2 separate regions of the Mus musculus genome follow, and region 2 is linked to region 1. The links are chromatin contacts, called in public promoter capture Hi-C maps. All regions are on one chromosome and are shown on one strand. The core of a region is the stretch at or near the end of the contact, and the rest is flanking DNA. Distances in the headings are between cores, read along the strand shown.

Evidence for each region. Promoter capture Hi-C pulls out the DNA fragments that hold promoters and counts their contacts.
Region 2: a contact with region 1 is called in a promoter capture Hi-C map of liver, with 4 times the contacts expected there. The contact joins the promoter of Kpna4 here to the promoter of 4931440P22Rik in region 1.

Annotation. Positions count from the first base shown.
Region 1 is chr3:65,527,207-65,533,228 of GRCm38.p6, reverse strand. It overlaps 4931440P22Rik (RIKEN cDNA 4931440P22 gene), which reads left to right and starts at 3,815. Exons shown (of 2, transcript NR_027955.1): 1 at 3,815-3,992; 2 at 4,064-5,746. It overlaps Tiparp (TCDD-inducible poly(ADP-ribose) polymerase), which reads right to left and starts at 4,782. Exons shown (of 6, transcript NM_178892.5): 1 at 4,597-4,782; 2 at 1,045-2,005. The coding sequence starts at 1,964.
Region 2 is chr3:69,124,834-69,130,855 of GRCm38.p6, reverse strand. Kpna4 (karyopherin (importin) alpha 4) reads left to right here and starts at 3,764. Exons shown (of 17, transcript NM_008467.4): 1 at 3,764-4,124. The coding sequence starts at 4,056.

The sequences.
Region 1 (6,022 bases), core at 2,566-5,065:
AACTTCATGTACCAAAATGTTCCAGTACTCAGTGGACTGAAATCTGCTTCATCAGTGAAGAGGCCAATGCTCTCAAGTGTTCTGTAATCTGGAGATGGAAGGATTCGAGTGGCTTTGAGAATTCAAACTCTTTTCTTTTTTTTTTTTTTTTGTTTTTGTTTTTGTTTTTTTTCGAGACAGGGTTTCTCTGTGTAGCTATGGCTGTCCTGGAACTCATTCTGTAGACCAGGCTGGCCTCGAACTCAAGAGATCCACCTGCCTCTGCCTCCCAAGTGCTGGGATTAAAGGCGTGCACCTGGCGAATTCATAAACTCTTGACATAACAATTAGAATTGGTAGCTCAGGGGCAATCGAGTTCTTGGACAATACCTTATTAAAACTATTTTTAAGAAAAGGGGGCCTCTTGCAGAGGACTAAGGTTCAGTTCTTAGCACCTTGTTGAGGCTCAAAACCGTTTGTAACCATGCCAGGGTATTCAACACCCGCTTCAGGCCTCTGCAGTATTAGGTGGACATACATTCACGCAGGCAGAACACTCACACATTCCAACACCTTGAAAAATCAAAATAGCATGTGTCTGTGTACGAATGAAGAACTTCTGAATTACTGATATAAAATGTTTAGTAAAAGAGCTCCAAATATTAGTTTCTATATTTAAAAAAGAAAAAAAGCTACTCAACTCATAAAAATTTAAAAACTAGGTAAGTTTAGTATGTAAGATTCACAGTGGATTTTTTTTAAAGGCAAGTGATTACAGTTAAAATAGTACTTGATTCTCAACACTCAAATGTATGTACAACTTTCATTCAAACATATACATACTAAACAGAATGACATCTAAATTGTTCAAATCATAAAATGTTTCTTTGGTTAGGTAAAGAGACCACATTAAAATTTAAACACTATGAAAAATCAGAATAGCATAAAAGTCATAAAAGAAAAAAACAAAACAAAAAACTTGGTACACTACTGAAAGAAACCACCATACCAAACTTTCAGCTTCATTAGAACATGTAACAATTTTTAACTTGTTATAATACATACCCATACTTCATTCTCATTCTATCATTTTCTGGATTACAATAAAATCTTTCCAAGTGCTCCTGAGAATCATTGGAAACACTCTGCCACTTCTGAGTGGTTGTCCTTTTGATCTGCCAATGATAGGGCAATACGGTGTGATGTTTCAAACAATCCCTGCCATAAATGCAAGTGCCTTGCAGAAAGTCCATACAAATTTCAATTCCATTCTCTTGGTGAGTATGGTACTGTAGCTGGTTTACAAGTTCAAACACAAGCTCAAGGGAAGCTTCCTCACTTTTGTCTTGGAAGAGCTCAGTACTCAACTTATCACTGGTATCCAAAATGTACTGGATTGTAAAACTATTGTCTTGGAAAGCTCCTGGTACATAATCCATAACTTTATCTACGCAGTCAGGACTTGTAGGAACATCACCTGAAACAGGATGCAAAAGGTCAGTTTGGAAGTGTCCTGTTGTAGAATCTGCCACTGTCCCACTGATGGTTTCTGGTGGAAAACTGTGGTCTTGGATTGGAACCCCCTGTTCTGGAGCATCTGTAGAAGGATGCGCTTCTGGTAATTGGCCCTCAACATTTGTCCCATCAGGAATCAGGACAGGCATACTGTTTTCTGCTGGTGGACACGATGGGTTGATTTCCAGGGGTTTTTTCACTATATGTTCATGTAAGCTGCTCTCATCTCTGTTTTGGTCTCTAGCTCTAAAAACTCCATCAAGTGAGCCAGATTCTAGCAAAGTATTTAATATTGGCCTCAAGGATCTCAGGGTTCCAGTTCCCAATCTTTTTTGTTCCTGTTTTTTCTTAAAACACGTTTTCAATGGAGAGATCTTCTCAGAAATTCTCATTTGGCATGAAAAGTCATCAGAAGGAGAAGGAGGCTGTACTACACAGTCTGGCTCAGGTTCAGTGGTTTCCACTTCCATGATGTGATTAACTCCCAACTGTGCCTCAGTATCTACAAATCCTACCAGGAAAGGAAGAAAGATGATCATTTAAAAACTGACAACTGAACCCATTCATTCATTAAAACATTTTGCGTTAGTCTATGGTTAACTATCTGCAATCACTGCTTGCATTATAGTTAGCTCTTACAGGTCAATTTTCTTTTTTTAAACTGAGAAATGAAGATTCAAAAGCTATGCAAAAATCTGCATAATAGTAGATAATAGTAGATGAGAATGTATTTTTCAATACTTATGTATTGACTTAATAATTGATAAACACACACACAGAGGAGGGGGAGACAGAGCAAGTGCTGTGTGATTCTACTGGGGTATGACTTTATTTTGTAAGATAGAAATAACTGTCTTTTTCTAGAAGATGAAGCAGGGAAACCACATCTCTTGCTTAGCTTTGTGGTTCCCTTTACAGTTGTTTATGATCTGTCCCATGAGTTTGCAAAAAACAAAATTCACTGGGAGGAAAGTTCATCAAAAGGATAAACTTAAAAGGTTAAAAAGTGAAAGAACTAGTGTGTGTGTGTATGTGTGTAAGGATAGACACAGAAGCTTTCAAGTGAATTGTGATACAAGAGAAAGCCAGAAGCCTGCTAATGTTTTTACATTCTGAAAGTTCTAGTATTTAATTATTGAATGTTAAAGATTTCTAAATTTTTAAAAAATTCCTGAAGGAATATCAGGATATGCCTAACTTCAACAACCACTGTACCGTGCCTTAGAAACTTAATACAGCACGATTATACAAAGGGTCCTTGTCTTTAGAAAAGTTACACTTATCCACTTTAAAAAAAAAAAACAAATGAAAGTATATTATAACCAAAAAAATACAAATATTAAAAAACACCAAATTTCAGAATCTGAATTTTTTTTCCTTTCAAGAACCAGATCCTTTAAAATGACTGAGATTTCCAGGTATTTACTGAGATTGTTCCAGATGAGAAGGGACAGTGATGAGCAATTAATGGTCTTTTTTCTTGTCCAATAGACTGAAAGAACTCCTTGATGTAAGAACCTATGATTTAATCAAGCATGCATTAGGAGTCCAGTATAGTACCTAGCACTGTTCACCACTGAGGATGTCTGTATTTTGTGGCTGAATTACTTTAGAAAAGGCACACATTAGATGCTTTGTTCTTGGTTGAAGGTCAAAACCCAAAATGGTAAGACTTCGTGCTTTAAAAAACGAATATAAAGATCTAGGAGGGATTTATAAGTCTATGTATACAAAAGTGCTGAATAATCAAAACTCAGAAAAACACAAGGCATGGAACAAAGTGCTAGTCTAAGTACAAAAGAGATTTATTTATTTTAAATAAATAAATATTTGAGTTCAGTATGAGCTGGCATTGTTAGAGAAAGCCTCACGAAGGAGGGATCTGACATGAGACATAAATAACTGGAAAGCAGCCAAGCCAGGCGTTATTATTCATCATTCGGTGCTCTTGCCTCAAGGCTCAGTTGGCACAGATTGTGGTATTCCCTCTCCGTATCTAACCCGCCTGTGCCTTCCCCTACGCACGCACACTATCCCCTCCTATCACACCAATCCAGGCAAAATACTAAAGCGATTTTATTTATACTTCTGCACACGCACATGCACGCACGCACGCACGCACACACACACTCGCACGCACACAACTTTTCCTCTTACTGCCCCTCCACCAAACTCGGAAACTCAACTAGGAAGCAGAGGAGTGGAGTGCGGAAGCCACCAGTTCCTCAATTAGTTTGCATAACAGAAAAATAAAAAGATTGGAAGGTCGTTTCCTCCGGTCGCCCGCAGCGGGCAACCCAATCGCGCCACCCTTCACCTCGTGACGCCCCGGTCGTCTGGCACCACGAGCTGGTCACACCTTCCATGGAAACCGCCGGCTCCAAACAGCCAAGGAGTGAGACGCCCGGGTCCGAGCGACGCCTCCTGCCGGCCGCGCTCCGCGCAGCCACGACCTCCCGCCGCGCCCGTTCCACCGGGCTCCGCACTTCGCCGAGAGGGTGAGCATCCCCGCCCTCACCTTGTCCTCAGGGACCCGGGCGCCCCCTCACTCCCGGCCCACCTTCCTCAGGACCCGACCTCCCCGCCTCCCCGAAGCCACTCAAGGCGAGTCCACAATGAATTCCCCCCCACCCCGGCCCTGCCTCCTTCCCGAGGACCGGCTGGCGAGTCCCGGAGCTTGCAGGGCCGAGCCGCAGCGGACACTCCGGGTGGCGGGGAAAAGGAAGGGGAACCGGTGCGGCACTCAAAGTTAACTCGAACACAGCCTGCAAACTTCTGGGCTGCAGCCCGGAACGCGCGCCGGCCGGAACGCTCCCGCAGCGCCGAGCCCTCCCGCAGGGGCTGCCCCGGCTGCAACCCCCCGAGAGGAGTCGCGGGCGGCCCCGCAAGCCCTGCGGCGCCAGTCCATCTATCCACCTGCCCAGCTCCCGGCGCTGAACCCGATCCCACCCCGCCACCGACGGACGCGAGCGCATTCAGCTCTCCCGGGCAGTCTAGGGATCCGCCGCTGTCCCGACGGGGACTCGGGGCGGCGAGGCTGGCGCCCGCCATCCCGCTGGGGGTCCCTCCGCCGCTCGCTGCCCACCCCCCAGCCCCTTTTACCTCAGGCAAGCCGCCCTTCGAACGCAGCCCAGGCGCGGCGTGGAGGGCCGCCTCTGCGCCAGCGGTCCGAGCCGAGGACGAGGGCCGGTGTCTAGGGGTCGTGGGCGGCCGACGCGGCGAGCGGCGCGCGGGCCATTCCGCGGACCTGAGCGCTGAAAGCCGCAACTGCTCTCGAGGCTCCAGCTCGCTCGCCTGTCAGCTCCAGCTCTGCTTTAAGTGGCTTCCGGTCTCCTCCCCCGGGCCGGCTCGTCTTCGGGGAGGGAGGAGCTTCGGGGCCGAGAGGGGGTGGGGTGGGGTGAGGGGGCCGGGCGATCAGTGAGTGCCGGGAAGCTGGGGCCCCGCCTCCCGTGCGCGTGCTCCGGACGGAGGGGCGCGCGGCGGCTCGGCGCTCCGGGGAGGAGGAGGAGGAGGGAGGGGAGTGTCCGCTCGCGAGCGGCCGAGGGTCCCCGAGGCTCTGACGGTTCGCGAGGCCGGGGAGGCTACCTCCCACCCCCCGTGAGCCTGCGAGGAGAGGAGGCGCGCGCCGCGTGGGGCGGACTCCACCTGCCTGCGGACAGATGCAGGGTCACCGTGTTCCGCGGACACCCGGGCACGCGATGTGAGAGAGGCTGTGAGACGGAACGGCCGGTTTCGGTGCGGTTGCCTTTGTTTATCTGCCTCCTTTCAAGACGCCTCCAGATCCCGAGGGGGAAGCGAGTGGCCGCCTCCGCCGCTGCCTCCAGACGGGGTCGCCGGCCCCGCGCCGTACGGGCGGGAAGGCTGAGCCCGCCCCGCCGCCTGTTCCCGGACAGCCTCCGCTAGGGGAAGCCAATGTTAGGGTTTTGACAATAGAGATGCCTATGCGCGTGTTTTGCAGCCCACGGATCACGTAGTGACTAATTCATTTAACAAGTCAGAGCGCCTCTTCCGCGCCGAGCGTGTACTAGGTTTAGAACTACGACCTTCATCACCCAGACCCCACGCCCTGCACTCATAGAGACTTAGGGAACCGAGAGTTAACCTCAAAAATATACATGAAACTGGCATCTGGATTGTAACTTCATGTATTCAATAGCTTTTTGTTGTTGTTGTTTTTTTAGTTGGAAATAAACATTAAATTTGTATAATCCGAATTTAAGAAAAAAAATTAAAAGATCGTACTTATTCAAAAAAAAAAAAAAGGGGATCCTGGAAAAACAGGCTAAGCAGAGGCTGTGGTTCCCAAGTTTTATGGCACTGCTAACCCAGATTAATGATCACCCAGCAGTGTTGTTTCAAATTGCATCAAGTAAAGGCCCTCAGACTAAAGTGGAAAGGTTGGGACAGAATTCAAAGACTAGTATATAAGCAAAATTAAACTATTTTTAAAAAACTATAATAAGATTGCAGTATTTCCAACGTTTTAAAACTGTCCCAACTTTACCTACTAACTTAATGATTACCAAAA
Region 2 (6,022 bases), core at 2,515-5,014, 3.6 Mb before region 1:
TAATCTAGCCTGAGGGACCCTAAACAGAGGGTTAGAAGGCTGTCTTATAAAGACATGGGGTGGGGAGGGGGGAATAATCCTAGCACTTGGGAATGTGAAACAAGATTACAAATTACAGGCAAACCTTAGTTACATAGTAAGAACCTGTCTTTAAAAAAAAAAAAAACAAAAACAAACAAACCTGTCATATTGTATTGGATTAGTGCTATAAGAGTAAACACACAAATAATAATAAAATATCTCACATAAACAAATTACCCAGACCTAGATTGTAGAAACTCAGTATCTGGTAACATTGTTATTATGATTATAGAAACCTTTGCAACCTACTGTCTTTTAAAAAGTTTTAAAAATCAGGGCAGGGAACTTGTCTGAAGTGGGAGGGTATTAGGATGAGGGTTGAGCCTAATTCAATTCAATGTTTCCCTTTGATTAAATAGTCGAAACTAATTTTGAGAAATAAACGACCCTGGTGTGGAGGAGTATACAAGCAATGGGCAGCACTGGAGAAGCAGAAGCAGGGGAACCAGGAGTTCAAGTCCAGTTTTGTCTCCATAAAAAGATGGAGGTCAGTCCGGACTGCATGCAATGCAATGCTAGGTCAACAAACAAACAAAAACCTAGGTGTTTGTCCTCCCTCAATTGAATTAACATCAATTTCAAAATAAATAGTCATTTTCTTCAGACGCCCCAAGCCATAAGTTAGAAGCTTCTGAGAATAAAAAGACACGAAGTCCCCCATGCCTGGTCAACCCACTCCTAATCCCCCTCACACACCCTGAGAAAATACAAGATGCTACTGTATTAACCCAATTTCTGTTACTGTAACAAAATATTTTAGTCTGGCTACTTCCTAAAGTAAAGAGATCTCATAGTTTTGGAGCTCTTCAAATAGCACTATAGTGACTCTGGTAAGCTTCCCTCCCCTCTATGGCAGATAGGATCATGGAGATGTGAGAGGAAGATCTTGTAATTAGACAGGCAATCAAACAAGATCGGGTAGCCAGGCTTGTCCTTTTTTATAACTCTCTCTTGTGAGGTATCAAAGGGTCTCACAAGAACTCTCTTCATCCTTTCTTAGGAAAATTCCTCTAAGACAGGTAACCAAGGTTCAATACATGAACATTTGACATAGTATACACAAACTATAGTGACTGGCTATGATTCAATATTTTTCTCTCCTGAATCAGCCCAACTGTAACAAACACAAATTATATTTTAGAAAGATCTAGCAATGTATAAAACTCCTTCTTTCCTTTACTTAATAATACTATGTGCCATTCTCATTTTGATCACATAATCACAAACCCTTAAGACAAAAAATCCTCCTCTCTCTCCCTCCCTCTCTCCATCCTTACACCAAAATGTTCTTATCCTAAATCCACCCTTCCTTTGTTTCATTTTATTTTTGAGACAGGTTCTAGCTCTGTAGCCTAGTCTCACATAGAATTCAGACTCATATTTCCAAGTGCTGACATTACAGGCACGGTTTGCCACATTTAGATCTCATGGATTTGCTTTAGGACACAGTGTCTCTCAGTGTATCTGGACTGGCTTCAGAATTCTGAAGCTTACTGCCCAAGTTCCATAAGTCTGGGATTGTAGAATACACAACTATAACTGGCTTAGTCATATTTTAAAATATACTAGTGCTCTGGGATTGTAGAATACACAACTATAACTGGCTTAGTCATATTTTAAAATATACTAGTGCTCTAGCGTGTAAATTCAGTATCACCTCAACTAAATCAATCTTTGGAGAATAAAACTATATGAGGGAGAGAGTCTCCAAGTATGGGAACCTGAGTTGGTTCCCCAGCAAAGCCAGTGCAGGTGTGTATGCCTGAGATCCCAGCACTGGGAGGAGGTGGTAAGCAGACAAGGCAGCAAGCACATCTTCGATGGTGAGCTTTTGATTCAGTGAGAAACCTTGTCTCGGGCCATAAGGTGGAGCGCAATAACAATGTAGGATATCTTGTTTTGTCCTCATTTGCACAAAGATGTGTATACCTGAATATGCCGACATGCCACACACACATAATGAACTTCATCTGAATTTTAAGTTCTGAATTCAACTTACATTCAAGTTAACCCTCAGTGTGAATTACTTCCAAAATGCTTGTTCGCCAAGCCCAGCAGAAAGTATACAAAATACCAAAGACTTATTTGGAAGGCATTACTTTGTATCTAAAGGGTTGTTCCCACCATTCCATTATAAGTTATCTTCAAGAGGCTCCTATCCTGCAGTTCTCTTTATCCCCCATTCCCAAAAGAACTCAATCCTTTATCTTGTTGAACCCATTGTCTTTGTATTATACCTTACAAAAGCATCCTCCTTTGACTTTATATAAGGGGTTTATAAAATATTCGCATCCTAAACATTCATTTCTGCATGTGGTTCTGCCCAAACAAAATATACCAGAAAGAACCAGAAGCCAAATGTTCCCAAAGGGTTTTGTAATAGAGTTTTTTGCCAAGTTCAGACACATTTAGCTTTCCTCTTCCTTCTGACTCTGAACTGCCACTGCTTCACAAAAACCACACAATTTGGGGAACTAATAATTGATAAATGAACACACACATTTGTTTGTTTTTAGACAGGGTATTATGATGTAGCTCAGCTGGCCTCAAACTCATCTCCACCTGCCTTTGCTAGATTTAACGTGTGGATCACTATGCTCAGCTTAAATATAGTTTTGAAAACATGTCCTCACTCTCTTTTCTGAGCCTAGGGCCTCCAGCATAATTAGCTTCTTCCAATGAGTTGTATTTCTATTATTATTATTATTATTATTATTATTATTATTATTAATTTATCTTGAGATGAACCCGCAAGAGAAGAGGGGAAGTGTCACTAAACTGCTCGAAGTGGCTTTGGACTCTTGCTCTGGCTGGCCTTGCTCTTGGGCTACTTTAACAGCTCCTCCTCTTGCCCAGTAGCTACGATTACAAACCGAGTCACCGGCCCGGAGCGATTCTGAAAAATTTGAGAGGCTCTTTTGTACCTGTTTTACATCCGCCTTTGGTTACAATGTTCCTGGTTAAGAGGTTTCTTTGGGATTAACTTCCTTTATCAAGAGTCACAATGTTGCATTTGCTATGTCATGGCTCATAGTCGTCATTCTCTATAAATTAATACTTTGTGATCAAGCAGTTTAATTTCCCAAGAGAAACTGCTCAAAATGGGGGTATTAGGGAAGGACCAATTTTTCTCAAGTTTCTACCTGTTGCGAACCTTCTACCTTCCTTTTCCTACCGGGTCCCTCTAGCTTTCCCTTCAGTTTTCAGAATGCACATCACCGTAGTCAGTCCTAGCCACGATGCCGGGTCCTAGGTTGGTTCGCAGTTCCCAGAACAGGACTCAGGGTTTAGGACTTCACATGTAGCTTAGACACACCTCTTTGCCTTCCAAAGTGAATGAAGCGCTCAAGTAACACCGGGGGAGAAAAGAACGAAGTTCAGAACCCCAACATCTAAAGCCACCCCGGGAATCATCCCACCATAACCAGGACCACTACACCCTGCCCATCCCCGCCCGCTCCCGGATCTGCTGCTCTTCGGCTGCCTCGGGTTTCTCCCTCCGCGCGTGACCCCTCCCCTCCCAAGCTCCTGCGCCCCGTCCCTTTCCTGCCCCAGACTCTCCCTTCCCCTTTCCTTTCGCTCTTCCGTCCCCCGCTCTCCATCGTCCCTTTTGATTGGCTAAGCACTCCGGAGCCCGGCCGGCCAATCGGCGGACCGGGTTGGCGGCGATGGGCGTGGCCGTAAAGCCGGGCCCTCAGATCGAGGCTGCCTCCCCCTCTCAGCCGGCAGCACATTCCGCCGCCGTTGCCGCCGCCGCCGCTGGCCCCGCAGTCGTCTTCGCCAGAGCTGCTGTGGTACCCGAGCTCAGGGCAGGAGAGGCCAGCCAGGAAGCGGAGGCCCGGCGGGCGAGAGGAAGCGAGCGGACGGGCGGGCGACGCAGGCGGCGGCCGGCTTCCTGGGAGCGTCTGTGCGGCGCGGTGGTTGGGGCGGATCCCGCGGGGCCCGGGCGGGTGGGGAGAGTCGCCGGCCCGGCCATGGCGGACAACGAGAAATTGGACAACCAACGGCTCAAGAATTTTAAGAACAAAGGCCGTGACTTGGAGGTACAGTGGGGTCCGCGGCCTCCGGCCCCCGGCGGGACGCGGGGTGCGTACGGAGTCGGGCGGGCGCGGCGGCCGGCATGGCGCTGGGCGGGCGGGCGAGCGGCCGTGACGCGGGCGCCGCGCCGGGAAGTTTGTGCCGGGCCTGCTCCGCCTCCGCCGGCGACAGCGCCGGGGCCCGCCGGGTGCGGCCTAGGCCTGTCCTGTCGAGCCGGCCAGACACGGGTGAGGGCGGCGGGCATATCAGCCGCGGCGGAGGCCCCGCAGCGGCGGAAGCTCAGGCTCTGCTCGAGCCCCCGACGCCAAGCGTCGCGGGTGGAGGGCGATGGGGGAGCGAGCGGCGACCTCGGAACTTCTCCGGGCCCGAGACGCCTCCACATGCAGGTTTTCCTAATCGCCCCGACTCTGGTTTTACTTCAATGTCCAAACTACAGGAGTCAACTTCTCCGCTGGAGAAAAAGAAAGAAAGAAAGAAAGAAAGAAAGAAAAAAAAGCCACCCCCGCCGCGAGAGGCGGTCCTGGTGATGCTAAGCAGTGCCTTCCAGCGGCCTGGGTTTCAGTTTGGTCCTAGCTGATTCAAAGATGTGGCTCACGATGTGTCCCTTTCCAGTCAAAAGATCACCTGCCTCCACCGCCTTATTTGAGCTTGTCCACAGATCTTTTTACTCCTCTCTGAGAAGAGACCACCAGTTTGCATTCTTACATAGAAAAGTCCAAAGGGTTATACAAAGCTGTCATCCCCTAGTCTTCTCGGTATCCTTTCTCTCCACCTCCTGGTGGTGGTGGCAGTGAGGAATCCGGTAGGCTATGGACTGACACCATCACGTATTATTTTAAAGGGGGGAAGAAGGCTTCGTTGTCATAGACACAGTTGCTTCCAAGGTTCGATGTATTAAGCACACAGTTTCTTTCCATTGTGACTTTTTTTTTTAATATAGGGAATTTAAAAAAAAAGTCAAGCTTTTAGCTTCTTATCCCCTTTTATGTTCTGGTAACTTCTTCAGACTGCTGTGGTCGGTTCCTGAATTTGAGCATTTTCGGGATAGAGATGGCAACTTTTGTTGACTTTTCCCAATGCCAGTCAGTCTTTTAATGTAGTTTATCCTCTTTTAGCTTATTGCAGTCGTTAGAAGAACTGTATGTCCCAGGGTGTGTGTTGCTATTTAGAGATTGTTTGAAAGTTAAGGATGCTTATCTTTGTGATCATTTTTTATAGTGGAAGAAATTTAAAAAAAAAAATTTTTTTTTAGATTTGTGTATAGGGGTGTTTTGTCTGGATGTGTGTGTATGTGCATCATGTGTGTGCCCTGTGGCCAGGGAGCCCATCCTTTGGAAGTGGAGTTGCTTCCAGCTGGGAGCTGCCATGTGAGTGCTTAGAACTGAACCATTTCTTCAGCTCCCAAATTTAATCTCTTTATTGGAGTAATTTACATGTAACAAAAGCCAACTTTTTAAATGTATAGTTCATAGTTGTCATTAAATTTACTTGTTGAAAAATACCTATTTATTTTTACTAATATGAATATCTAGAATGGGAAAAATCACAAGTTAGGGAATATAAATTTGATAAATACTCCAAAGTTAGAAATTTTAGAAAAACATCAGGTAACCAAACAATCTCTAATTTTTTTTTGCTACCAATTTTTAACAGGTTCCTTGAAATGTGATTCATATACTATATAATTCACCCATATAAAGTGGTTTGTAATGTGTTTAAATGGTTGCACAATCAGCACCTAAGTCAAATCTTAGAATATTTTCTACTCTTTGAAGAACTCCTGATATATGTCATTAGCAATGATTCTCTTTCTCAGCTACTCCAACCCAAAGCAATGTTTGTTTTGATTGCCTATTCTGAGTGCTTCATGTAAATGGAATGTACATTTTAGGATACTTTGTGG